Linked DNA regions of Mus musculus: all the other regions are linked to region 4. The links are chromatin contacts, called in public capture Hi-C and promoter capture Hi-C maps. All regions are on one chromosome and are shown on one strand. The core of a region is the stretch at or near the end of the contact, and the rest is flanking DNA. Distances in the headings are between cores, read along the strand shown. Region 1 holds the start of Hdac1 (histone deacetylase 1). Region 2 holds the start of Tmem54 (transmembrane protein 54). Region 3 holds the start of Marcksl1 (MARCKS-like 1). Region 4 holds the start of Sync (syncoilin). Region 5 holds the start of Tssk3 (testis-specific serine kinase 3).

Region 1 (4,465 bases), core at 879-3,378, 260 kb before region 4:
GTCTGTGTCCTGGCCCTCTGCCATCACACAGCCTCCCTGTCACTAAAGGCCCTGTGCAATTCCCAAGGGAGTGACGCTGAGCATACAAGGGCTGGGGGTTGTGGTGCAAGCCTCAATCCCAGCTTTTCAGAACAGGGCTTCATTGTGTAGCTCTGGCTGTCTTGGAACTCACTATGTAGACTAGGGTGGCTTCCATTCACAGAGATCTACAGTCCAGTGCTGGTATTAAACTCGTGTGCTACTATGTCCAACTGTTGTAGGAAACAAACAAACAAACAAACAAACCCCAAAAAACAAAAAACTCAGCACAGAGCCTTTTGGTGGATCAATAATGGCTACTTGAAGATTGACGGATTCAGGTTTTGTAGGAGCATGGGAGATGGTGGTTTTCTGCCATTTAGACACTCCCAGACATTTGTCAATGTGTAAGGACAATTTTGGGTGTCACAGTAAGGGCGTGTGTGGGGTGTTGCTACTGGTATAGAAGAAGGCCAAGCAGTCAATTAACATCTAAAAGGCCCGAAGACAGCCCCTACAACAAAGAGTGTAAGTAATTCAAGGTTAAGAAATTTTGCTGGCATGGCTTGAGGGTGGGGGAGTGGTGAAGGTCTTTTTTTTTGTTGTTGTTGTTGGTTCCCCCCCCACCCCCCAGACACGGTTTCTCTGTATAGCCACGTCTGTCCTGGAACTCACTGTGTAGACCAGGCTGGCCTCAAATTTAGAAATCAGCCTGCCTCTGCCTCTCAAGTGTTGGGATTAAAGACATATGCCACCCACTCTGGGGATAGAGGCAGGCAGATTTCTGAGTCGAAGACTCAGTTGAAATAAGGAGATCTGACGCCCTTCTGGTCTGGTGTGTGTCTGAAGGCAGCTACAGTGTACTTAATAAATAAATAAATAAATAAATAAATCTTTAAAAAAAAAAAAGGCAGGTGTGGTGGGGCATGCCTTTAATCACAGCACTCCGGAGGCAGAGGCAGGCAGATGTCTGAGTTCGAGCCCAGCCTGGTCTACAAAGTGAGTTCCAGGACAGCCAGGGCTATACAGAGAAACCCTATCTTGAAAAACAAACAAACAAACAAAAAAGCAAAAACAAACGAAGAAACAACCCCGCCCCCCCACCCCCACGTCCCCCCCAAACAACAACTTAGGCTTTCAGTTTAGAAAAATTAAGTTCTGGGTAGGTGAGATGGTTGCTGCCACCATGCCTGACCCAAATTTTCTGGATGGATCGCCCCGCCCCCACCCAGAGCCATTACATAGGAACACTCCCTCCAACACTCCCTCCAGTAAATTAAAAACTAAACACCAAGTTCTGTTACTTTGTCACAGTGCTCGGGCATATTGGATTTTGTCTTTTTTTAAAAAAAATATGTACAATTGGAGACGGAATTTAATTTGTAACACTGAATAAGCTCTTCAGCTTTACCTGTAAAATTGTTTTGTTATTTTTTGAGACATGCTTTCACTACGGAGAGCAAGTTGGCCTCAGATTACAGAGATCTTCCTGACTCTGCCTCCTGAGTGCTGGGATCAAAGACATAGCAACCACGCCCAACTGAAAACGAGCTTTGACATTAAAAAAGAAAAGTCCGTCAGAACTTATGAGCACATAAAGGTCTTGCCCCACTACAGTAGGCCTCTGGATATTTTCTTTCTGTTCCTTGCCATTCATTTCTCTCTCCAGTTCTAATCCAGACCAAACCTAGTCTTTTAGCTGCGTGACCTTGCGCAAGCATCTTTCCCCGGGAAGCCTCGGCGTATTCTCGGTAAAACGAGAAAGTTGGCCTCTGATCTTTGCACACGCTCCCAACTGTGAAGCGGGCTGCAGAGTTTACGGAGCCGACTCCCTCTCCCGGGACTCGATGGTACGGCCCCCGGTCTCCCCCACCCCTCCGCGCCGGACTTTGGTACAGGCCCAGGGGGCCCGCGGTGGCTTCTCTAAGCTGCCCTTGCCCCCCGCCGAGTTCCGGGCCCGACCCCGCGCATGCCGATTGGTTAGAGTGAGGCCCGGGCTGTGCGGCTATAGGTGATCCCGGGGGTGGGCGGGGCTTCGAGGCCGGCCCCTCCCCCTGGTCGGACGCCGTAAGGAGCCGCGGGCGGGCGGGCGGACAGACTGACGGGAGGGCCGGGCGGCGAGCAAGATGGCGCAGACTCAGGGCACCAAGAGGAAAGTCTGTTACTACTACGACGGTGAGCTGCGGGTGGGCGGCGCGGGCCGGGCGTTGGGGAAAGGCTGGGGGAGGAGGCTGGGAGGAGGCTGAAGCCCCGGGGAGGCTGAGGGAAAGTCGAGGCTGAAGGAGGAGGTTGGAGAGAGGAAGTCGAGGCTGAGGCCGGAGATGAGGTGGGGGTCGTGGAAGGGGTAGTCTGCGGTAATCCCGGTGGCGGAGATTCTCGGGGAATCCGACCTGAAGTTGGAGTGGGATTCCTGGAGGGAAGCCTAAGTGGCGGCGGGGATCGGAATATGATGGAGACGGTTTGCCTGGATATCTTCCCCTGCTGAGAATACAAAGGTTTTTCACTGTCCCCATTCACTCTCTCTCTTTTTCTTTCTTTCTTTTGGTGAGTTCTGCAGGACTGGCCACTCATCCCCTCCCCCACTCCATCCCCCAAGTCTATGAGTAGGGCCTGCAGTTGCTAGTTGGGAAATGGGGCTCCCCGGGGATGCAAGAAGAGAGGTGCATGAAACTTGTTAAAACGACTTTTCATTGAGCCAGCGCGAGCATCTTACTCTGTCCTGGGTTGTGTTTCTGTTGGGGCTGGAGGGCTCATCGAGGCACATTTCCTGTGTTGAGTTCCCGTCTGAAGGGGGAGCTAGACAATGTCACAGGTATCTTTCGGTGTTAGCGCTGGGACAAGGGAATGTGGGGTGGAGGAGAACACAGCAGGAGCCTCAGCCCAACCTGAGAGGAGCAGGTTGTGTGTCAGTGCTTAGGACCCAAGAACTGGAGTTACAAGCCAGGCCCTGGCAAGTGGAGCCAACAGCAGGGGGAGGGGACAGCACCTTTATCTGAGAAAGGGTCTCACAGTGTAACTCAGCTGGTCTTGGATTAAGCCCCTTCTTCTTACTCTTGACTCCAGGCTTACACCACTTGGTCCAGCATTTGTGTTTTGGGAATAGCAGTTGAGTTGTTCAGGGGACATCTAGCCAGCCAGCCAGTAGGCGGTTGGCTGTTTAGATCTGAAATTTAGAAGACAGATATTTTTTGGTAATTGTCGGTATAAAATAATTCAGATAGTAATTTTAGCTGGATTAGAAAAGGGTGTTATAACTCCAGTTGTAGAGGGTGAAGAGCTATGTTGATACTTTTTTTTTTTTTTTGGAAATGGCCTCTGTGTAACCCTGGCTAGCCTGGAACTCACTTTGTAGACCAGGTTTGCTTCCTACTGGAAGAGATTTATCCTACCCCCCTCCCGAGTGCTAGGATTAAAGGCATGTGCCACAACCCTGGCCTGTTTTAATTCTGAAGAAGTGGACTAAGAAGGTTCAGTGGTCCTGATTGCTCTTTCACTATGCTGTCTTTCAACTGTTAGCCACATTCCTGTTTCAGTCTTTCCCAGTGCTGTGGGGTGACGGAGCCACCAAGCCTGGTGTCTTCTTGTTTCTGTTCTGTTTTGTTTTTAAGGCAGGGTCTGTCTCTAACAGCCCTAGCTGTCCTGGAAGTTGCTTTGTAGACCAACTAGGCTGGCCTCTGAACTCAGAGAGATCCCCCTGCCTCTGCCTCCTGAGTATTAAAGGGGTGCACCACTGTCTAGCAGCCTCATTTTTTGTTTCGGTTCTTTTTGTTTGTTTGGTTTGGTTTGGTTTGGTTTTGGTTTTTTGAGACAGTTTCTCTGCGTAGCCCTGGCTGTCCTGGAACTTACTCTCTAGACCAGGCTGGCCTCAAACTTAGAAATCCGTCTGCCTCTGGCCACCAAGTGCTGGGAATTTTTTTTCTTCTTCTTGTTTTTTGTAGATAATACATTTCTTGGAGAAAAGTCTCCTTATCTCCACTTCCTAAAAGATTGGGTAGTATAATAGGCATAATTTTTTTAAAGAATTATTTATTTTATGTATGTGAGCACACTGTAGATGTCTTTAGACACACCAGATCTCATTACAGATGGTTGTGAGCCACCATGTGGTTGCTGGGAAACGAACCCAGGACCTCTGGAAGATCAGTATGTGCTCCCAACTGGTGAGCCATCTCTCCAGCCCCATAATTTTTTTTGAGATTATAATAGAATTACATAATTTCCCCTCCTTTTCTCTCTTTTTTTCTTCAAGACAGGATTTCTCTGTATAGCCCTGGCTGTCCTGAAACTGGTGCTGTAGACCACTAGATTGTTCTTGGACTCACAGAGATCCTCCTTTCTCTGCCTCTCAGGTGCTGGGATTAAAGGCCAGCCCTAATACTTCCTTGCAGAGGTTTTCCTTGCTTTGTTAACTGGAGAAAGCAGGGCCCTGAGAGATGGCTCAGTAGTT
Region 2 (5,002 bases), core at 497-2,996, 180 kb after region 4:
TTAGGAGACTGAAGCAGGAGGATTGTTGCAAAGTCAGGACCAACTTAGTTACAGAGTGAGACTCTGCCTAAAAAAAATAAAATAAAATAAAATAATTATTTGTTTATTTTGGTGGTGTAGCCACTGGTAAGTCGCCTATGTTGCAGTAACAGCCCCCCCCCCGCCACCGAAAAAAAGAAAAATTATTGTAAGCAACCCTAATTAAACTCAGTAACACACAGAGAGAGAGAGAGAGAGAGAGAGAGAGAGAGAGAGAGAGAGGGAGGGAGAGAGAGAGAGACGGGAGGAAGAGCTTTGAGGAGCAAGGAGGAGCCTGTTACAGACTCACTGTGGACCTGGTACCAGCCTGTCCTGTTCAGAGGTAACCCCGGATTTTTTCTGCATAGAGCCAGGTGAGGTTCCCCTAACTGCTCTCCGAGCTCTCCTTTAGCTTGCAGGCCCTGGGACTGTCATCTCAGCAGAGGACAGACCATGGACTGGAAAGGCACGAGGAACTGGAATGGCCTTGTGAAGATGAACAGCTGGCCAAACAGGAAGAGGAATTGCAGCCTTGTTCCAGGGGCCTCCTGGGTCCCACCCTGTCCACCCACCCCATCCACCTACCCATCAGCCAGCCACTACTGGGCTTTGGCTGGGCTCAAGAAACAGCAGCATCTCTGGACCAAGGCTTTGGTCAGACAAGAAGGCTAGGGTTGCTTGCTTTAGTCAGAGCGCCCTAGGCTGGTTTTGGTTCTTCGTTCTCATGCTGGGAACACTGGGCAAGTGGCTGGTGTAGTGCTAAGCGTTTATTAGCAGACCGGAACTTCATCCTGGTCAAGAGGTGGGTGCAACGGTCTTCATTTTACCAAGGAGAAATAGGCATGGCTCGAAAGATGTGTGTGCTGGAGAGTGGGAACGGAACCCCTTAGATCCCAAACAGCAGAGTTTGCCCAGGGCGTGGGGGAGGGGCGCACCAGTCTACTCTGTCAAGATGCTGGCTGACTGGCCTTTCCCTCCAGCTTGGCTGGATGAGAGGAAGGTATGGAAATGGCATCTTTGTAATGCTAAGGAGCCGGGATCCTGGACCCTACATCCACATCCCCATCTCTTCATCTCTCAGCATCTCTTCCCCTACCGGCGGATCCCGAAGCCTATCTAGCCTTGCCCCTTAGAAAGGAAAATAGGGCCAGGAGCTGGGGGTGCCACTGGCCCCACCAAAACCAGGCTTACTCAGAGCTGGGCCTCAGTGCCACAAACCTGGAGCCCCCAGCTGCTGGTCGTGGCGGAAGGAGTTCTAAGTTCTAAGTTAGAGTGAGCTAAGTACTGAGCTCTGGGCTAGTCCCTGAGCCTCGAAATGTTTAGGCTGGTGTGTAGCTCAGTGGTAGAGCACTTGCATAAAGGAAATAAAACCCAGCCGCTTGTCACCCCGCTTCTAAGGAAACTTAGGCTTGAGAGGAAAGTGACCTGAAGCAGGCCAGTACGTGAAGCAGGGTTGGGTGAAGCAGGCGGCTTGACTTCGGGTTGGGGTCCCCCCAGGAGTGGGTCTCCCGTTTGCCCCAGCTCACCTATGCGCAGACACATGTTGATCCCGGCCAGTGGCCCCGCGCTGGTCTCAGCGGGGTCTCGCTTCCATCCTTCTCCTCCGCGGCCTGCGCTCCTCTTCCCGCCCAAGCAGGCTCCTGGCGGCTCCCTTCCCTGCACCCCTCAGTCGCCCAGCCCGGCGTCCTGCGCGCGTTGCCGAGGCCGGTCGGACCGGCTGGGCGACCCCGGGACTGTGCGGCTGAGTCACGGCCACGCCCCTGCTGCTGAGCCAGGCGCCCGGCGCCAGGCCGCCCTCGTTCCTCCTCGCACGCCCATTCCACCGATGGACATTGAGGCTCTAAGGGGTCTCCATCGGCCGTGCTGGGAGCTGGTGGTGTTAGCATGTGAGCGCGACCCCGGATGGTGGTGATGGTGGTGGTGGTGGTGGTGAACAAGACACGGGCACATGGGCCAGGATGGAAGCTGGGAGTGAGCAGGAGCAACCAGGGGTCTGCTTTTTTAATCTACTGTGTGACTTCAGAACAATCGCTTTCCCTCGCTGGGTCTTCCTTTTTCTGGCGGAGGTGCCTCCTGGTCTCAGTCAGGTCTTCCATGTTGAGCAAGGTGCTTTTCCTTTCGGTCTTGGCGGTGGTGGGGTGATCTGTTTGCTCCTTGGAAAATCAAGGGTAATAATTCTTGTTTCCTGATATAAGGAAATGCAGCTATTAAATAAATTAATAAATAGATAGATAAATAAATAAATTGTAGGGATCAATGAGATGGCTCAGCCAGTAAAGTCCCTTAACCCTATAACCCGATAGCCTGATAGCCCCAGTTCCATCCCTGGGACCCACATGGAAAGGAGAGAACCGACTCCTGAAAGTTGTCCTCCGATTTCCACTGGAGCAGAATATGGCACTGACATACTACAGCACAAACATCTCTCTCTCTCTCTCACACACACACAGAGGTACACACACAGAGGCACACACATACAGAGGGGCGCGCGCGCGCACACACACACACACACACACACACACACACACACACACACACACACACACGACAGAGCCTCACTATGTACTATGTAGTCCTAACTGTCCTGGAACTCACTGTATAGACCAGGCTGGTCTTGAACTCACAGAGATCCTAGAATGTCTATTGTGGGGGCTGCCGAGTTGGCATTGGGTTATATCAAGTGTTAGATGGACTCTTGCTTCGTGATAGTGTCCCTGATGCAGACACAAGTCCTGTCCTCCTCCTTTGGGTTCAGATAGCTGGACACTCACATAGGACCATTTAGCCAGAGTGGTGAATAAACAGGTGGAACGCTCCCAGCCACATCTCTGCCAAGTATTCTGCCTTGGCCAAAGCACAGCACCTCCCTGGACCACCGAGGTCTTTGCAGCAGGCGTAACTGGTCTATTCTGTACCAGATCTGTTCTGTAGCCCATCAGCATAGTCTCCATGGACGAGGCTGTCCTGATGTCTACAGGTTCTCAGAGCCTGGTGACTGTGTGCCTATAGTGTCACCTGTAGTGACACCTCCTGTGTGCCTTGTGTCACCTGGATCAGCACATTCAGCTTCTAGCAGCAGGGGAGGGAGCTGAAGCCCCGGTGCTGTGGGCAGGACAACCGCAGGTCAGGCAGGCAGCTCTGGTCATTCCCAGCGGGTTGGTAAGTGGGCTTTCTTATCAGCTGACTTCTGAAGGGGACATTGTGCAATGGCGAAGGATAAGGAGACAGGATGGATGGAAGGGAAGATGGAGGCAGGTCATTAAGCCATTAGCTGGCGTCTTCCCTAGTGGGCATTAAATGTTATGTCCATGGGCATCTTTTAGCGGTCACTTAGCCAGCTGTTAGCCCTATTGCAAATGGCTACAGGCTCATAATTGTAGCCCAGAAACTCTATTTTTGGGTCTTTATCCTGCAAGAGATGTGGCTGTGATGATGTTTGTGGATGTGGGAGCTGTTCCTAATAGAAGCAGGGCACCAGAGTGGTAATGTTGGTAAGGACCTGAAGAAGGGCAGGGAGGCGGTCTGCTCTTTGCTTTACATATAGGTTCTTGCAATCTTACACATTGTTGCAACCTTACACGAAACATTGTTGCAACCTTATAAGAAACATTTATTCATGTCTTGTTTTTGCTGAAAAAGGAAGCCCCCCCCCCAATATGTCCCTCCACCTCTACCCTACCAATAGCTCTCAGATGACAGAGTCTGCCTCCTAGGGCTGCCCTGAGGAGTGCCTGTGGTCACTGCTGTGCTGGGGACAAATCTCAGGTGTGGGAGTACATGGTGTGTCTCTGTCAGTGCAGGGCACCAAGGACAGCTGGAACTTCTGGGATTGGGTTAGGGAGCAGGGCTCTAAATGTCTTTGATAGGGCTGGAGAGATAGCTCTGTGGTTAAAAGCATCTGTCGCTCTTGCAGAGGGGCTGGGTTTCATTCCCATCACCTAAATTGCAGTTCACAGCCATCTTTAGCTCCAGCTCTTGGGGATCTGATGCTCTTTTCTGGCCTTGAAGGGCACTGCATGCATGTAGGCTACATGAACTCATGCAAGTACATGTACAGACACATGGTTTCTTTGCGTCCCTACAACAACAGAGTTATAGATAATCGCTCCATTTTACAGATAAGAAAAGTAAGGGTCGGAAGAGTAAAGGACTGTCCTCCGTTCTTTTTTTTTTTTTTTTTTTTTTTTTTTAAAGATTTATTTATTTATTATATGTAAGTACACTGTAGCTGTCTTCAGATACACCAGAAGAGTGCGTCAGATCTCGTTACGGATGGTTGTGAGCCACCATGTGGTTGCTGGGATTTGAACTTCAGACCTTCAGAAGAGCAGTCGGGTGCTCTTACCCACTGAGCCATCTCACCAGCCCTGTCCTCCGTTCTTAGTACACACAGCACAGTGAGAGCGGAGGCTTTACTCCACGCCTGCCCATGTGGCAGCTCCTGACTTCTGGGTGTGTACTGAAGGATGAAGACAGCCGTGGCTTCCACAACTGTGCCCAAGCCTGGGGCCTGTGAGTTGGGAAGACCATGGCCCCACATGCTCCGTTCGACTGTAATTTTCCAGCTATCATCCGAGTTTAGTGACCCGAGGTTATCACCAGTTCTTTTCCTGGTGACTAAAGTCCACTGTCGCGGCACCGTGTGACCCTTGCATCCCGCCTACCACCTCCGCACACTGCCTTACCCCACCCCCTCCCCGCCATACCAGAGTTCTAGTTCCGTGCCTTCTTCCAGCTTCCTGTGGCCTGCTGGAGGATCACTGTTGTTCCCTGGGCCTCAGTGTCCTGGTCAAATGCAATGGCAAGGTGTCTTCCAGGCTCCCATCATTTCTGAGGCCCTAAAGACTTGGGAGGTGTAAAAGGTTGAAACCAGGCCAGATAAACCCGAGGAGCAATGTTCCCTTCCTGGAACACTGTACCAGGTGTGGCCCTGAGGGTTTGCATTACCGTCAGTGTTTCCAGGGTGTGACCTCCTGGTGGCTGC
Region 3 (4,775 bases), core at 770-3,269, 230 kb before region 4:
AAGCCCCCACTTCTGGCTCAGGGGGTTGAGAAGCAGGATAAACAAAACGAACTTGGAAAAGAATTGGAAACCCAGCAATTGCCTTCTGCAGGGATGGGGCTCGGGAAAGAGGTAGGGACAGGGCATCTCACATCACTAACCTAACTTGGGAAACCGTAAGGGACCATCTTCAACTGGCCTTAAGAGTAAGACCAAATGGCTGATGGGAGAATCCACAGGAGGGCGAAAAGGGAGCGTGGCTGGGAGGGGGCAACAAGCCCCTTCCTTTCTGGGCACAGGAAGGCAGCCAGGGCACAAGGTCCAGGCAGTGACCTCACAAGGACAGCACAGTTTTTGCAGCTTAGAGATCACCCACCTGTCCCCACCCCTACTCATTCTGCTCAGCACTGGCAGGTGTGGGGCCACTCTCTGGGCCCGAGGGAGTGGATGGCTCTGCAGCCTGGGGCCCTGCCTCCTCTTCTGTGTCTCCTTCCTTGGAGGCAGCACTAGCCTCTGCCCCCTTGGCCTGGGGCTCTTGGCTCTCAGGGGTGGCAGCGGCCTTCCCTTCTTGGGCAGTGCCCTCGTCGCTGCAGGCGCTCATCTCGCCCTGCTCCTGCTCTTCCTCTGTTGGCGAGGAGGCTGAGGAATCACCCCCACCCTCCTTCCGATTTCTCTTGAAGGACAGGCCACTCAATTTGAAAGGCTTCTTGAAAGAGAATTTCTTCTTCTTCTTGGGGGTCTCCTTGGGGGCGACCTCCCCCTTGGCCTCAGCTTCCTGGCTAGGGGGCGCTGGCTCGATGGCATCACCAGTAGCCCCAGCTGCCTCATCTGTTCCGTTCACGGGTGGTGACTCCCCTTCACCCTTGGGGGTTAAGTCTCCATTGCTTCTCACGTGGCCATTCTCCTGCGGGGCAGAGGGGACAGCAGTGAGGGCCCGGGCCCTTCTTCCCCTCCCCCAGCCCGCTTCTGGCCCCTCGCAGGCCACCGCCGACATCCAAAGGCAACCAAGTCTGGCTTTGGCCTCACTCCCATCCAACATCACCCTCACCCCTCACAGGCGCGCAGGGACGAGCGCAGCCAGCAGGAGGCGCTGGGGTTCGGGCCCCCACCCCCCTCCCGCGGGGCGCGCTCTCTATTTTCCGCGCGGAACCTCACCGGGCCTGGATCCTTCGCCGGCGGGCCAGCCTTGCCCAGCACTACTGGGCGGGAAGCAGCCCTGGGGCGCTGCCTCCCCGCACCTGGACGGCCTATTTTCCCAGGCTTGCGCTTTGTGTGATCAGCCCCCACCCACCCCAGAGTCTCCCCGCATCTCTGCTCCCCACCGCTTCAAAAGCCACCGCGGGCTGCCGGGATCGGGGCTCCAGATGGGGCGCCCTGGGCGCCGAGTACCATCCCCACGGCCCTAGACGCCCCCTTGGTGCGGCCTAGCAGCGCCTTTGTTCCCGCGCGGCCTTCGGGGCGGCCTGGGGGCAGCGCCCGCGGGCCGGGCGCGAACAAAGAAGGCGACGAGCCCGGCCGGCGCCCCCTCCCGCCCCTCCCCTCGTTCGCCCGCGGGGGCTGCGGCGCCGAGAACAAAGGGACCGGGCGGGGGAGGGGGCGCCGCGTGTCCCGGGCCGGACAAAGCGCGCGGCCCCGGCCCTGGGCCCCAGAGGGGGCGAGGCCGGCGGGCTGGGGGCCGGGATCCGCCGCTCCGAGCGCACTCACCTGTCCGTTGGCCTTCGCGGGGGAAGCGCCCGCTGCCTCCTCGGCGGTCACGTCGCCCCGGGGAGCCTTAGAGCTCTGGCTGCCCATGATGGGGGTCTGCTGGGGGCGCCCGGAGCCGCCCCGCGCTGGCGCCGCAGGGGATAGTTCGGCTGGGACGGCCCGGCGGGCAGAGGGGTGGGGCTGCGTCCGAGGGGGAGGGGTACGGGGGGCAAAGCGCACTGCACCCCCGCTCCGCAGCCGACCCGCTAGCTGCGCCCACTGCTGCTGCGCTCCGCGCCAGAATGCCGCCCGCCGCCCGCCGAGCCGCCTATATGTACGCGCCCGAGGCTCGGGGCGGGGCCGGACATTTAAATGAGCACCCAATCCGGGGTGGAGGCGGGGTCGGGCCCGGGTTCCTCTCGTGCAGTGGGCAGTGCCAAGCTGTCTGGTTCCCCCATCACTTGGGACGACCAGGGGCAAGTAGGGTTCAGTGTGGAAATGAGAGAGGTTCCCGGTCGGTCCGGGAGATGGACTGGGAGGAGGCCGTCGATGAAGAAGCACTCAGTCATCCCCAGCCCACTTTCAGCCTAACTCATACTTCACAGTGGAGAGGCCCCCAGTCCCTGGTTCTACACTGGCTCCTTGAACTCTTGGAAGGGCTCACATGTCCAGACTCGTCAGACGGCTGGTGCTGAGTTACACTCTAGAAATTTGTCCAAAACTCACGCGCCCGGACACAAACACACACCCACACACACACACATACCCTGAGTTCGGCGCCCCCTCAGGCCAGAATTCAAGTCCCACCCACGTCCCTGTCAGTCTATGTGCTGTGCGGCCACCCTGGGGGGCTGACCTAACTCAGGTCAAAATGGAGATCCAACAAGTCGGTTTTCTCAGTCTGTTGGTGGCAGCTCTTACTCCTCACAACCTAAATCCATCACCAGGTCTCTGTCTCTGTCTCTCTCTGTCTCCCCACTGCCGTGTGTGTGTGTGTGCGTGTGTGTGTGTGTGTGTGTGTGTGTGTGTGTGTGTGTGTGTGTTTGTGTGTGTGTGTCTTTGACCAGAAGGCATTGCATCTTCATCCCCCTTTGTAAGCAAAGAGCCTGGGGCGCAGAGATGTTTAAGTATACCTGACTTAGGCCTGGCTTCCCTCCCCTCGAGTCTGTGACCATACACTGAGACTTCCACATATAGGTAGGTACCATAAAGCCAGGGAGGCTCAACAGACTCCAAATACCCCTTCCTGAATGTGACAGGAATCGTTTGGATTTCTTCCACAACTGTGGCACACTATTAGGGATAAACCCCCAAACCTACCCTGTTTGAAGACCTGGTCCTTCTCTGTTTCCTTCTTTGGACCAGGTAGGCCAGTTAGAATCCCAGAGTCCTTGGCTGAGCCTATATATGTTTTCCGATGTGTACAGCTACTTCCTCTTGTCCCCCAATAGGAAAGGCTTCAGGCTAGAGGAAGCCGAAGGTTGTGAAAGAAAGGCTGATGTCCTGAACAGCTCAACCAATATGTCCCTCTGTCCTAGGAGAGGCCTCCTGGGAGACCAGAAGCTGTAAGGTGCAAACAACCCCAGGGCCTGAGAAATCAGGGAACTGCACACAGATGTGACCATAGCGGGATGAGGTGGTGTCCACATTCTGTGTTTACTCCTGTGCCCATTCCCACCCTGACTCTGATGCTACAGGACTGTCTTCTCATTTCACCCCCAGCTCAGAAGAGGAAAGTGACGTGTCCCAAGAAAACAGCAGCTACCGGTAGCAGCATAGGGTGAAAAAAAAAAAAAAACCCTTAGGAATTTCCTATTGAGAAATGGGGCTGTCAGATGAGGGTGAGAAGCAAGAAGAGAATTATTTGGGGACAGGGAAGGTCACAGTGTTCCCACTGCAGGTCACTCACAGAACAGCAGCTCTCTCTACCTGTTACCACTAAGGGATGGTTGTTCTGACCTGCTCTCTGTCTCAGCCACAATAAGAGACCCACAGTGCTGCCAGGCGCTGCCTGTACTAGCTAGCAGGACTCAGATGGAGTGTGTGTGTGAGTCCTTGGGGAGGGGGGTTGAGGTCAGAGGTTAGGAGGAGATCTCAAGGCTCCTGTTCTCCAGGCACTGCCTGGTGGGGACAGAGACAAGTCTCTGGGAAGATTCCAGGAGGGAAGAACACCAGGGCTAAAGACCCCGAGGCTCTAGAGCCCCTAAGAGCCTGGGTCCCAGGGAAGGTTCTACATCTTCCCTGAACATCCCTGGAGGCTGAGGTGGGGGTGCCAGGGTCTCAGCAAATCTAGGTCCTAGCAGCATCTGACCTCTGGGAAAGGGAAGCTTGCTGGGGCTGTGGAGGCAGAGTACAGCAGCCCCCACACTGCGGCTCTTTTCTCCCAGCTGCTGCCAACCCGGACAATGTACCCATTGTTCCGGGACGCTGAGCCTGTCTGCAACTGTGTGTCTGTTTGCTGTGTGTGACTTCTTCTTATGGCTTTGTGATTGTGTGACTTTGTGATTTTGTGTGTGTGTGAAAGAGGGAGAGAGAGAGAAAGAGAGAGAGAGACCCTACGTAGGTACATTTGTTACTGTATGTTTTGTGAGTCTGCATCTTTGATCTTTGTTAGAGAGCTTTGGTGACAGCTGGTGACTCTTGGAGACTTCCAGGGTGAATTCTTGGCCTTCCTGGAAACGGCATGTTGGTAACTGTTGGTGAGTGTATGCTGGGAACTGGGCTGAGTGTATATGAGGCTGAGGAAGAGACTGAAGACTGGCTATTTTTTGTGAAACTCTTCCCAGGGGGGCTTGTGTGCATTAGGGAACCATGGAAACTGTGGTAGACTGTCCCAGTTAACTTGAGGATCTGGAGGGGTCACTGGAGTAGAGAAAACTTCAACTGAAGAGTTGCCTAATTCAGACTGACCTGTGGGCATGTCTCTGGGCTTCTGCTCTGAGGCTAGAGAGGGTTCCTTGATTGCTAAGTATGTGTGCGAGCCCAGCCCACTGTGAGTGGTACCCTCCCTAAGCAGTTGCTCTTGACTTGTGTAGGAAAACTAACTGAGCATGCGCCAGCCAGCAAGCTGCATTCTTTGGTGGGTTTGGCTGCAAGCCCCTGCCTGAATTCTC
Region 4 (4,594 bases), core at 1,369-3,868:
CACATGTATGCCTGCTGCCCTCAGAGGTTAAAAGAAGGCATCAGATCCCCTGCAGTTATGAATGGTTGTGAGACACCATGTGGGTGCTGTGAACCCAACCTAGGTCCTCTACAAGAGCCACAAGTGCCCTTATCAGTTGAGCCATCTCTCCAATCTGTGGCCTGGAACTCTTAACGATCCTCCCAAGGATCACTGACCTCAGTCTCCCAAGTGCTTCGATTACAGGCACAAGCCATCCATGCCTGGCTCTCGGAATCTCAGAGATGTGACCCTAACCTAGAGTTTTTAGCCTCAGCTCACATTCCTCTTGCCATCCTCCTAGTGCCTGGCAGCCCAGAACTTGTGGCAACTCTTCACACCTCCTACTCCTCCGAGCCCGTAATATCTAAAGGAGCTAGCTGAAAAATGCAACTTCTTGAATACCAAGCTGCCTAAAAACACCAACCTGAACTACCAGAGAAGGTAAAATTGCCGGCACCGGGAAGGTGCAGCTGCTTGCTCGGGCAGAGTCCCTGCTTTCCCTCCTCATTATGTTCCTGCCTTGGAGTGACTTAACCTCTAGTCTAAGCACTTACATGAATACTCTCTTGTAGGCTGCTCATCTATAACGCCCAATGCAGGGGCCAGCAAGCCAAAGGGCGAAGCACCTAAGGCTCGCCTGAGTCCTGTAAGTGGAGGGAGCCTAAAGACCACCGTTCCCAGCCCACTTAACACAAGCCTAAAAGCCTCTGAAATATCATAGTCAAAGCACCTTTCTAGGGTTAGGGCTGAGACTGAGGGGCGAGCCCTTGCCTAGCAGGCAGAAAGTACTAGGTTCATTTCCCAGCCAGAATAAGTAATCTGGGCTGCTGAGATGGCTCAGTGGGTAAGAGCACCTGACTGCTCTTCCGAAGGTCCAGAGTTCAAATCCCAGCAACCACATGGTGGCTCACAACCATCCGTAACGAGATCTGACGCCCTCTTCTGGAGTGTCTGAAGACAGCTACAGTGTACTTACATATAAATAAATAAATCTTTAAAAAAAAAAAAAGTAATCTGTTGCTGGGCAGTGGTGGCGCATGTCTTTAATCCCAGCACTTGGGAGGCAGAAGCAGGTGGATTTCAGTGAGTTAAAGGCCAGCCTGATCTACAGAGTGATTTCCAGGATGGCCAGGGCTAAAAGAAATATTTTTTTAAAAAATCTGTTTACTTAACAAATGTCTAAACATGCTGCAACTCCATCTCCTTGGTACCGTATCCCAACAATACCAACTTGTGTCTTCAGGACATTCTGAATGGAATGCAGTTTCATCATCAGGAGGAGTGACTTTAAGTTATACAGGTACGTTTGTCCACTGGATGAGAGCGGATGTCCTGAGGACAGGGCTACTTGTGGGGCCCTTGGAAGGCAAGAAGAAAACAACTGAACTTCCAGGGGAAGTTGTGCCCAAGGTCAAGTGGCAGGTCTGTGGTATAGAACCCAGGCCTCCTGAGTTACAGGCTGCCACACCACCCTGGGTACCAGAGGTTGTCCTCGGCTAACTGCCTCTCTACTGAGCTGGCATAGAAGCAGATTACAGGAGGCCAAGCAAGAGAGGGACAGGGCCCAGCTGGGGTCCCTGACCTCAACACCTCTGCCACTCTGTCTCTGTCCCAGAGGACTTGGGCAACTCCTTTATGCTGTCCATCAGACTGTGACTTGGACGTGTGTATTACATGTCATGCAAACAAAGGTTCGTGCCTGGCTTCAAGCTTATTAGTGTGTGTGTAGGGAATACAGGCAAAATGTGTTAAGAACCCAGCTTAGGGTTGTCTTCTCATGTGACAACAGGGTTTACCAGGAAGTATTCCCATAATTTGATACACTGGGAAGTCCCTGGGCCACAATGTGACCTGAGGCAAAATGACTCCACAATCCCCAGTGGTAAAGTTCCAGTGTGGACAGCTGTTGGGCTCAGCCAGGGCCCAGTGCTAGGCCAGGAGAACAACTGCCTCTCTAGGCCACCACCCTGAGCCACACCAGGGAGAGAGAGCTGACCGAACAGACTCAACTTCAAGCTGGCAGGTGCCCAACCCTGCACCAAGTGGCTCAAATGCAGTGAATTCTCAAATGGTTTCTCCCTAGCCCCGCTAACAAGTGAATAAGAAACGGGAAAAATAAGACTTTAAAAAAAAAAAAAAGACCCAAAACTTATACTCTTTAGTCAGTTAGGCCAACTACATTTTGACAGGTTGCTAGCCTGAAAGGATTAATCGCACTCAGCCTGTGGAAGGAGTGACACAGACCCCCGGAGGTGTCAGGTCCCCAAGCCAGGGCCTCCCATCTCCCTTCCCCGGTGGCTCCGCCCCGTGCCACACCCGGGCATGACCACTACCCACAGCCAAGGGAAAAGGGCCGCGGGTCGGGGATGGGAGCCCACCCAGCACCCCCTGTCCTACTGGGCGGCGACACGAGCCCTAGAGGATCCTACCTCGAGGCCCGGGCGCCGTCCCCGCCGCGCAGGGGTTCCGGGCTGGCCATGGCTGCGCGACCCCGGGCTCGCCCGGAGTGTTATTAATAGCCAACGCCGTCGGCGATTGTGCCGGTGCCGGCGCCCGCCGCACTGCCAGCTGCAGCGGACACCAGATCCCGGCGGCCCGGGCGGGACGCGCCCACTTGGCCGGACGATTACCCGCGGGAGGAGGGCGCGGGCCCCGCGGCCCTGGGGGCGGGGAGAGGGTGGGAGGGGATGGGGTGGGGTGGGATGAGGGGGCGGCCCAGCGGCACTTCGCGAACCTTCCTTTCATCTCTCCACCTTTCCTTCTGGCCCTGGTTGCATGGTGAGGAGAGGAGGGGGCTGTTCGGTCCCAGGGGAGCTGCCCCCCGAGTTCAATGAAGGCGGGAGGAAGATTTACTGGTGGGGTACCCAGAGGGATCCAGCGCCCCTCGTGTCGGCGCCTTGCGATCCCCACCCACGCAAGGGCTTGGAGCCGGGTCATCTTCTTGGTGGCCTGCAGCTGTCATGAGGGGGTGGGGCAAGGCGCCTGCTGGAGAGGGGGGGGGGTGGTTAACTGCCACACCCCATGCGTCTGGGGACAGCTGGGGGCCACGGCTGAGGAAGAACGGCTTAAGGCAATAAAGTTGAGTCTGTTTAATTCAGGTTTCTTCCCCTCGCCCTGGAAGGTTTCTTGGGGTCTTCTGAGAGGTCGATTTGTCGCTCCTGCTCAGTCACTTCTGTTGTGTTTCAAGGCACGCACCCACCCCTAAGTCTTCGACCCTCCGGTGTCCTAGTTAGACTTCCACACTGAAGGCACCCTCCCCCTCCCCCCAGGACGAGCTGCTGGACCCCTTCCCAAACCTGAGCCCCAGGCATTCTTTCTCTGAATACTTTTTCCCACTCAGTCCCCGAGTCAGGGAGGGAGGAGGGCTTTGATTCAATCGCAGAAGAATGCTGTGCACCTAGCGGCCAGGGCCAGAAGGCTGTACTCCGTTTAATCAGATCTTAGAGCATCCTATGGGATGGCGAATGAGGACTGATGCCCGGGTGTTGTTGACTGGGTAGCTTGTGCGTTGTGATCCTTGTGCCCACAGCTGGGAACATCTGGCGAAGGTTCTGTGTGTGCAGCAAGAGATGGGTCTAAGGTTGTATCCCCAGTGTGACTTCCTTCCAGTCCTGGTCCTGGGTGGTCGTGTGGAAGTGCAGCTCTATGATGTGAGAGCAGGGTGATTGTGCCAGGTGTGATCATCCTGAGGGGAAGTGGGTGCTGGCTGCAGACTACGGAGCAGGTGTATAACCATGTGTGACTGTATGCCTGACTGGGCTGCCATGTGCCAGTGTGGCAGCTGAGGGGTAGGGGTGGCTGTGGCTGTGCACACTCTGGGAGTGTCTCCCGGAGCTGTGTTTTTTGCATCTTTTTGTAGACTGCAAGAGGGAGGAATCCAAAAGCCCAGAGCAACCCAATATACCCATGTAAGGTCTATAGAAGAGGAGATTTGGAGGCAGCTGGTCATTTTCTGACTTAGCCCTGAAATATTCCAGGGGAGGATGTTGGCAGACCTCCGGGCTTCTTGCTGGACAGCTGTTGCCAGTCACAGAGAAGGAAGGGAGCAAGGGCAAGGCCTGCCAGCCTGCTGTTTACCCAAGGTGCTAGGCAACAGGCAGCAAGGGTGGTAGTCACAGGGGCTGGCTGCCTCTTCCCTCCCAGCCCCCTTGCCCAGGAGCTGGCAGGGATGTCCCCAAGGCCACATCTCTAACTCCTGGCAGCTCCCACTAAGCTCCTTAGTGTGAAAAACCGATTCCCTACTAAGTCCAGAAACCCCTTCAAGCTTGGACCTTTGTCCTTGCTGCTGTCTATGTCAGATTCTGCCGTCCCTCAGAGCTCAGCTCCCATGTGGTCTCCTGAGAGGAGCACCCCTCATAGGATTCACATATCCACTGCTCCATCACCTTGCTTATCCTTTGCACCGCAGGTAGCACAGTGGGAAACACTAGGGTTTATCTGGGACTAGAATGATGGATGGTCCAGCGGTTAGGGGTGAGGGCTTGTAGGACTTACACTAGGCAGCTCACAATGGCCTGTAACTACAGTTCCAGAGGGACACCACACTTCTTGCCTCCTCAGGCCCCTGTACTCT
Region 5 (5,052 bases), core at 2,079-4,578, 200 kb before region 4:
AGATCCCATTACCAATGGTTGTGAGCCACCATGTGGTCACTGGGAATTGAATTTAGGACTTCTGGAATAGCAGTCAGTGCTCTTAACCACCAAACCATCTCTCTAGCCTATAAACTAGTCTTATTTATTTATTTATTTATTTATTACTTATTTTTTTAAGGACTTATTTATTTACTATATGTAAGCTGTCTTCAGACACTCCAGAAGTGGGCATCAGATCTCATTACAGATGGTTGTGAGCCACCATGTGGTTGCTGGGATTTGAACTCAGGATCTTTGGAAGAGCAGTCAGTGCTCTTAACTGCTGAGCCATCTCTCCAGCCCTAAATCAGTCTTTTAAAAAACACTTTTAAAAGGCTCAGGTTGGTAGGCAATTTACTTAGCAGGTACAAATTCATGGGCTGGATCTCCAGCACTGGATAAAACCAGGCAAGGCATCACAGCCTATGCTCACTCAGTCTTAGCTACCTAGTGAGTTTGAAGTCAGATTGGGCTATATGAGATCCTGTATGGTTTTGTTTGTTTAATTAAAAAAAAATAAACCAGCTAACCAATCAACCAAAAATTGCCTTTTTCAGATCACCATGGGTTCTGAAGTATCCTAAAAAGGGGCTTGAATGCCACTTCATATGGCTCAGTGGCGAGGTCAGTGTTTTAGTGTTTATTTTAGATCTCAAAGGAGATTGAACTAGACCTTTGGGTTACATAGCTTCATAGTTAAACAGAATAATAATAATTTTAGAGACCACAGCATACTCTAAGGCACACACCAGTGGTTTTCTTGGGAGGCTGAGTCACGGAGATCAAAGTTAGAGGCCAGCCTGTGCTACAAAAGATTCTCTTGCAGATAACTGCCATCCTTATAACTATAGAATAACAATAGCAAAATTGGAATGTGTTCTAAGTAGGCTCCCTTCTTGGGGTCCCTCCTGTCAAGGCTTCTGCTTGAGAGGGCCCCTCAAGGCATTTAGTTTAAGAAAGTGGAGCAGTTTTATGTCCCAGCATTACCTGTTATCAAGGGGGACCTCGGGCATGTCCTTTAATTCCTCACTTATGAAATATGCAATTAAGAAACTTAGGGGTACAGGCATGGTGGTGCATGCCTTTAATCTGAGCACTCGGGAAGTAGAGGAAGGTAAATCTCAGGTTCATAGCCAGCCTTGTCTACAAAGTGAGTTCCAGGCCAGATCAGAAAAGAAAAAGACTGGGGGTGGGGGTGGGGTGTGGAGAGATGGCTTAGTGCGTAAGAGCAGTTGTTGTCCTTACAAAGGACTCAGGTGTGATTTCCAGCAACCACACAGTGGTTCAAACCCATCCTTAACTTAGTTCCAGGGAACTCAACAGGCACACGCTGGTGCAGCCACACACATCCAGGCAAAACACTCATGTCCATAAAGTAAAATAAAAAAAAAATATTTGGGACATATTTTTCAAATCACTTGAGTCTCAGCAACTCTGCTGGTCTTAGGAGAAACAAAAGGTCCAAACAGATGGGGTCAGATGGCCTGACCCCTGCAGCAGGCCAAAGAACAGCAGGGAGTCAAATCTAATTCTAGCTTGGGAGAGTTACATGGTGTTGCAGTGGTCAGTCTTTTATTTATTTATTTATTTATTTATTTAATTTATTTATTATATGTAAGTACACTGTAGCTGTCTTCTGACACACCAGAAGAGAGCATCAGATCTCATTACGGATGGTTGTGAGCCACCATGTGGTTGCTAGGATTTGAACTCCGGACCTTTGGAAGAGCAGTCGGGTACTCTTACCCACTGAGCCATCTCACCAGCCCATCAGTCTTTTATTTATTTATTTATTTATTTTCTACATCGGCTGCTCATCTTTCCCTTTCTTGCTTCTGTCCCAAGCTGCTCTAAGCTGCCAGTGTCCCGCAGAGAATGAAGATTTCATTGGCAAAGCCAAGACAAGGAAGAGGAGACTGACAGCTGGGTGAAGGGAAAGTAACCACCAAGAAAAAAACGCCTGGAAGAGGGTGACGACCCCCTAAGTGGGAGGTGGGCAGGGAAGTGGAGGCGGGTGGAAGTCTGGTCTAAGAGTGGAGGTAGCCCAAGAGTGATACTGGCTGGGTCCGAGAAGTCGGTGGGCCCGATCCGACGGATACACATACACGGCCAGCCCGGAATGGAAAGAACAGTTTATGCTGTGCTTTATTAAAATGTGCATCATTCTTTTATTTTAAAATGTGCATCATTGTCTCGTGCTCGGCGCGTGCGACCTCAGCGTGGTGGCCCGCGGCTGGCCTCGTCCGTCCCGGCTCCTGCAGAGCTGCCGTGCGCAGGCGCACTCAGGTAGCACGGGCCCGGGGGCTCCCGCCCATGGCCAGGTAGACGTCGATGGGCACGTGCAGCAGCGTCAGACAGTGGCAGCCCGGGCAGCGTCGGAGCGGCCTGGCGAAAGCGGCAGGCGACAGGGGGCGCAAAGTGTTGGGGCGCGCCAGGGGATGCGCCTGGGATCTTTGGGGGTAGGGCCCTGGGGATGGCGATGGGGCAGGGCCGAGGGGTGGGACGACGGACTCACCTGACAGGGTTTTGATCCGTAGCTACAGGCTCCGGGCTATCCTGGGACTCGGGGGCGGAGGCAAGGCCAGGGGAGTCTCCGGCCTCAATGGGGAATCTTCGACCCTGTGGGGTCTCCTGGGCACTCATGTCCAGGCCCCGGGGCACTCTGTATAGGAGTGGCGGTCAGGCAGCTCCGGGCCCCTAGATGCTCCCTGCCCGTGCCCGTCTCCTGTGTCGTGGCTTACCTGCCAGAGGCCGAGGCCGGTCCCAGGCTGGAAGCAACTGCCCGAGCCCTGGCCACGGGAGGACGCTCCGGTCCAGGCGGAGCCTGGCAGGTGTCTGCTGCGCGCCCGGGCCCCAGCGTCGAAGGGGAGGACTGCATTGTGACCCCGATCTCTGCGTGCTGACCTCACACAGCCTGTTCCTCGCTGGAATTCTTAGGCAGTCCCAGAGCGTTCCGGCATTTAGTGAGGGCCCGGGCCTGAGGCCAGAGGGCTCTGGAGATCGCACCTTGGTGACCAGTTTGCACTCTTTCCCAACAGCTGGATGGGGACTTCGGAGGTGAGGGCGACCTGCCTGGAAGCGGAGCCCACATGGAGAAGGCCCGCCTCCCTGACCTACGCGGCCACCCAGGCCCGTTCCCCAGCATCGCTACCACTCTGCGCCTTGCTCAAGACTGACTTAACCCATGCTGGATTTGCTGGTGGTGGCGAGGGAAAGTAGGGACACTGCCCATGTTGTCTGAGGGTCACACAGCATTTACATCACAATTGGGCAGGAGTTTAAAAATGTCTGGTCCTCTCCCTCCCCACCACCTGTGGCTGTGTCCAGACGGAGAATGTTCTAGCCCTGGAGGCAGCTGTGAATGAAGTCCTTGGGGGGAAAAGAAGCAGGCCGAGGGCGATGGTGGAGTAGAGCTGCCTCGCAGAGGCAGCATGAGCTGAGAGGGTGACAAGAAGGAGGCGCTACACAGCATGGAGGACTTTCTACTCTCCAATGGGTATCAGCTGGGCAAGACCATTGGGGAAGGGACCTACTCAAAAGTCAAAGAAGCATTTTCCAAAAAACATCAAAGAAAAGTGGCAATTAAAATTATAGACAAGATGGGAGGGCCAGAAGGTGAGCTGGGGTCCTTGGGAGGAAGGGTGGGCTAGCCAACACGGGTAGGCCCTTTCCTCAGAGCATCTCTTCCTCCCTTTGAGTCAGGATGGCAGAAAGCAAGTCAGATTCCTGCCCTAAATAGAAGGATGTAGGGAAACCAGGATCCTCACACCTTTCCAGAGCCACAATCGTAGCACAAGAAAAAGAAAGGGTCCTAAACCGGGCGTGGTGGCATGCGCCTTTAATCCCAGCACTCAGGAGAGGCAGAGGCAGGTGGATTTCTGAGTTCGAGGCCAGCCTGGTCTACAAAGTGAGTTCCAGGACAGCCAGGGCTATCCAGAGAAACCCTGTCTCAGAAAACAAAATAAAAAACAAAACAAAACAAAACAAAAGGTCCTCAGTTTTTCCTGTCCCAAGAGGCGTTGGCCAGAAGACAGCAGGAACTGGTACCCTGCAGGTGGAAGAGGGACAGGACAATAGATCCCTGGAAAGAATAGTGAGATGCAATAGCTTTGAACTTCCCAAATCCCTCATCTGTGGTCTCACAGGCTGCTGGGAGGAGGTTCCAAGGATGAGCTAATCATGAAAGGAAGGCAATACTTGCTGCTAGAGACACCCGAGACTGGTCAGGGAGTCAAGAAAGAACACCTAGACATGGTAGGTGTCTGGAAGCTGGAAAGCAGGAGCCAAGAGGGAGGAACCAGGACGTTTTGATCTTGATTTTTGTCTCCCCACTTTTTCCCTCAGAGTTTATCCAGAGATTCCTGCCTCGTGAGCTCCAGATTGTCCGTACCCTGGACCACAAAAACATCATCCAGGTGTATGAGATGCTGGAGTCAGCAGATGGAAAAATCTACCTGGTGATGGAACTGGCTGAGGGAGGGGATGTCTTTGACTGTGTGCTGAACGGAGGGCCACTTCCCGAGAGCCGGGCCAAGGCCCTCTTCCGCCAGATGGTTGAGGCTATTCGCTATTGCCATGGCTGTGGCGTGGCCCACCGGGACCTTAAGTGTGAGAACGCCTTGTTGCAGGGCTTCAACCTGAAGCTGACCGACTTTGGCTTTGCCAAGGTGCTACCCAAGTCACGCAGGGAGCTGAGCCAGACCTTCTGTGGCAGCACAGCCTATGCCGCCCCTGAGGTGCTACAGGGCATACCCCATGATAGCAAGAAAGGTGATGTCTGGAGCATGGGTGTGGTCCTGTATGTAATGCTCTGTGCAAGTCTACCTTTTGATGACACAGATATCCCCAAGATGCTGTGGCAGCAGCAGAAGGGGGTGTCCTTCCCCACTCATTTGGGCATCTCAACCGAATGCCAGGACCTGCTCAAGCGGCTCCTGGAACCAGACATGATACTCCGGCCTTCAATCGAAGAAGTTAGTTGGCACCCATGGCTAGCAAGCACTTGATAAAAGCAATGGCAAGTCCTCCCCA

The links. Promoter capture Hi-C pulls out the DNA fragments that hold promoters and counts their contacts. Capture Hi-C pulls out chosen DNA fragments and counts their contacts.
Region 1: a promoter capture Hi-C map of adipose tissue shows a contact between it and region 4. The contact joins the promoter of Hdac1 here to the promoter of Sync in region 4. A contact is called at or near these places in 1 of 39 promoter capture datasets (liver), 1 of 484 Hi-C or Micro-C datasets (nephron progenitors), 3 of 115 datasets of contacts at active chromatin or transcription factors (bone marrow-derived macrophages, embryonic stem cells and pancreatic cancer cells) and 2 of 9 other capture datasets (adipose tissue and pancreatic islet).
Region 2: a contact with region 4 is called in a capture Hi-C map of embryonic stem cells, with 2.1 times the contacts expected there. The contact joins the promoter of Tmem54 here to the promoter of Sync in region 4. A contact is called at or near these places in 3 of 39 promoter capture datasets (hippocampal neurons, liver and stem cell-derived epiblast-like cells), 1 of 15 datasets of contacts at CTCF or cohesin (embryonic stem cells), 9 of 484 Hi-C or Micro-C datasets (bone marrow-derived macrophages, cumulus cells, embryonic stem cells and 1 more), 6 of 115 datasets of contacts at active chromatin or transcription factors (embryonic basal ganglia, embryonic stem cells and pancreatic cancer cells) and 3 of 9 other capture datasets (adipose tissue, embryonic stem cells and liver).
Region 3: a promoter capture Hi-C map of hematopoietic stem and progenitor cells shows a contact between it and region 4. The contact joins the promoter of Marcksl1 here to the promoter of Sync in region 4. A contact is called at or near these places in 6 of 39 promoter capture datasets (the C10 cell line, the HPC-7 cell line, HPC-7-derived erythroid cells and 3 more) and 2 of 115 datasets of contacts at active chromatin or transcription factors (embryonic stem cells and pancreatic cancer cells).
Region 5: a contact with region 4 is called in a promoter capture Hi-C map of embryonic stem cells, with 2.4 times the contacts expected there. The contact joins the promoter of Tssk3 here to the promoter of Sync in region 4. A contact is called at or near these places in 5 of 39 promoter capture datasets (the C10 cell line, embryonic stem cells, hematopoietic stem and progenitor cells and 1 more) and 2 of 9 other capture datasets (adipose tissue and liver).

The regions. Positions count from the first base shown.
Region 1 is chr4:129,540,309-129,544,773 of GRCm38.p6, reverse strand. Hdac1 (histone deacetylase 1) reads left to right here and starts at 2,128. Exons shown (of 14, transcript NM_008228.2): 1 at 2,128-2,193. The coding sequence starts at 2,145.
Region 2 is chr4:129,102,274-129,107,275 of GRCm38.p6, reverse strand. Tmem54 (transmembrane protein 54) reads right to left here and starts at 1,746. Exons shown (of 6, transcript NM_025452.4): 1 at 1,545-1,746. The coding sequence starts at 1,560.
Region 3 is chr4:129,510,825-129,515,599 of GRCm38.p6, reverse strand. Marcksl1 (MARCKS-like 1) reads right to left here and starts at 2,019. Exons shown (of 2, transcript NM_010807.4): 1 at 1,684-2,019; 2 at 1-883. The coding sequence starts at 1,770. The coding sequence ends at 368.
Region 4 is chr4:129,285,645-129,290,238 of GRCm38.p6, reverse strand. It overlaps Sync (syncoilin), which reads right to left and starts at 2,618. Exons shown (of 5, transcript NM_023485.3): 1 at 2,451-2,618. The coding sequence starts at 2,500.
Region 5 is chr4:129,489,046-129,494,097 of GRCm38.p6, reverse strand. It overlaps Tssk3 (testis-specific serine kinase 3), which reads left to right and starts at 3,328. Exons shown (of 2, transcript NM_080442.2): 1 at 3,328-3,636; 2 at 4,366-5,052. The coding sequence starts at 3,492. The coding sequence ends at 5,027. It overlaps Fam229a (family with sequence similarity 229, member A), which reads right to left and starts at 2,908. Exons shown (of 3, transcript NM_001085491.2): 1 at 2,763-2,908; 2 at 2,537-2,683; 3 at 2,142-2,406. The coding sequence starts at 2,899. The coding sequence ends at 2,304.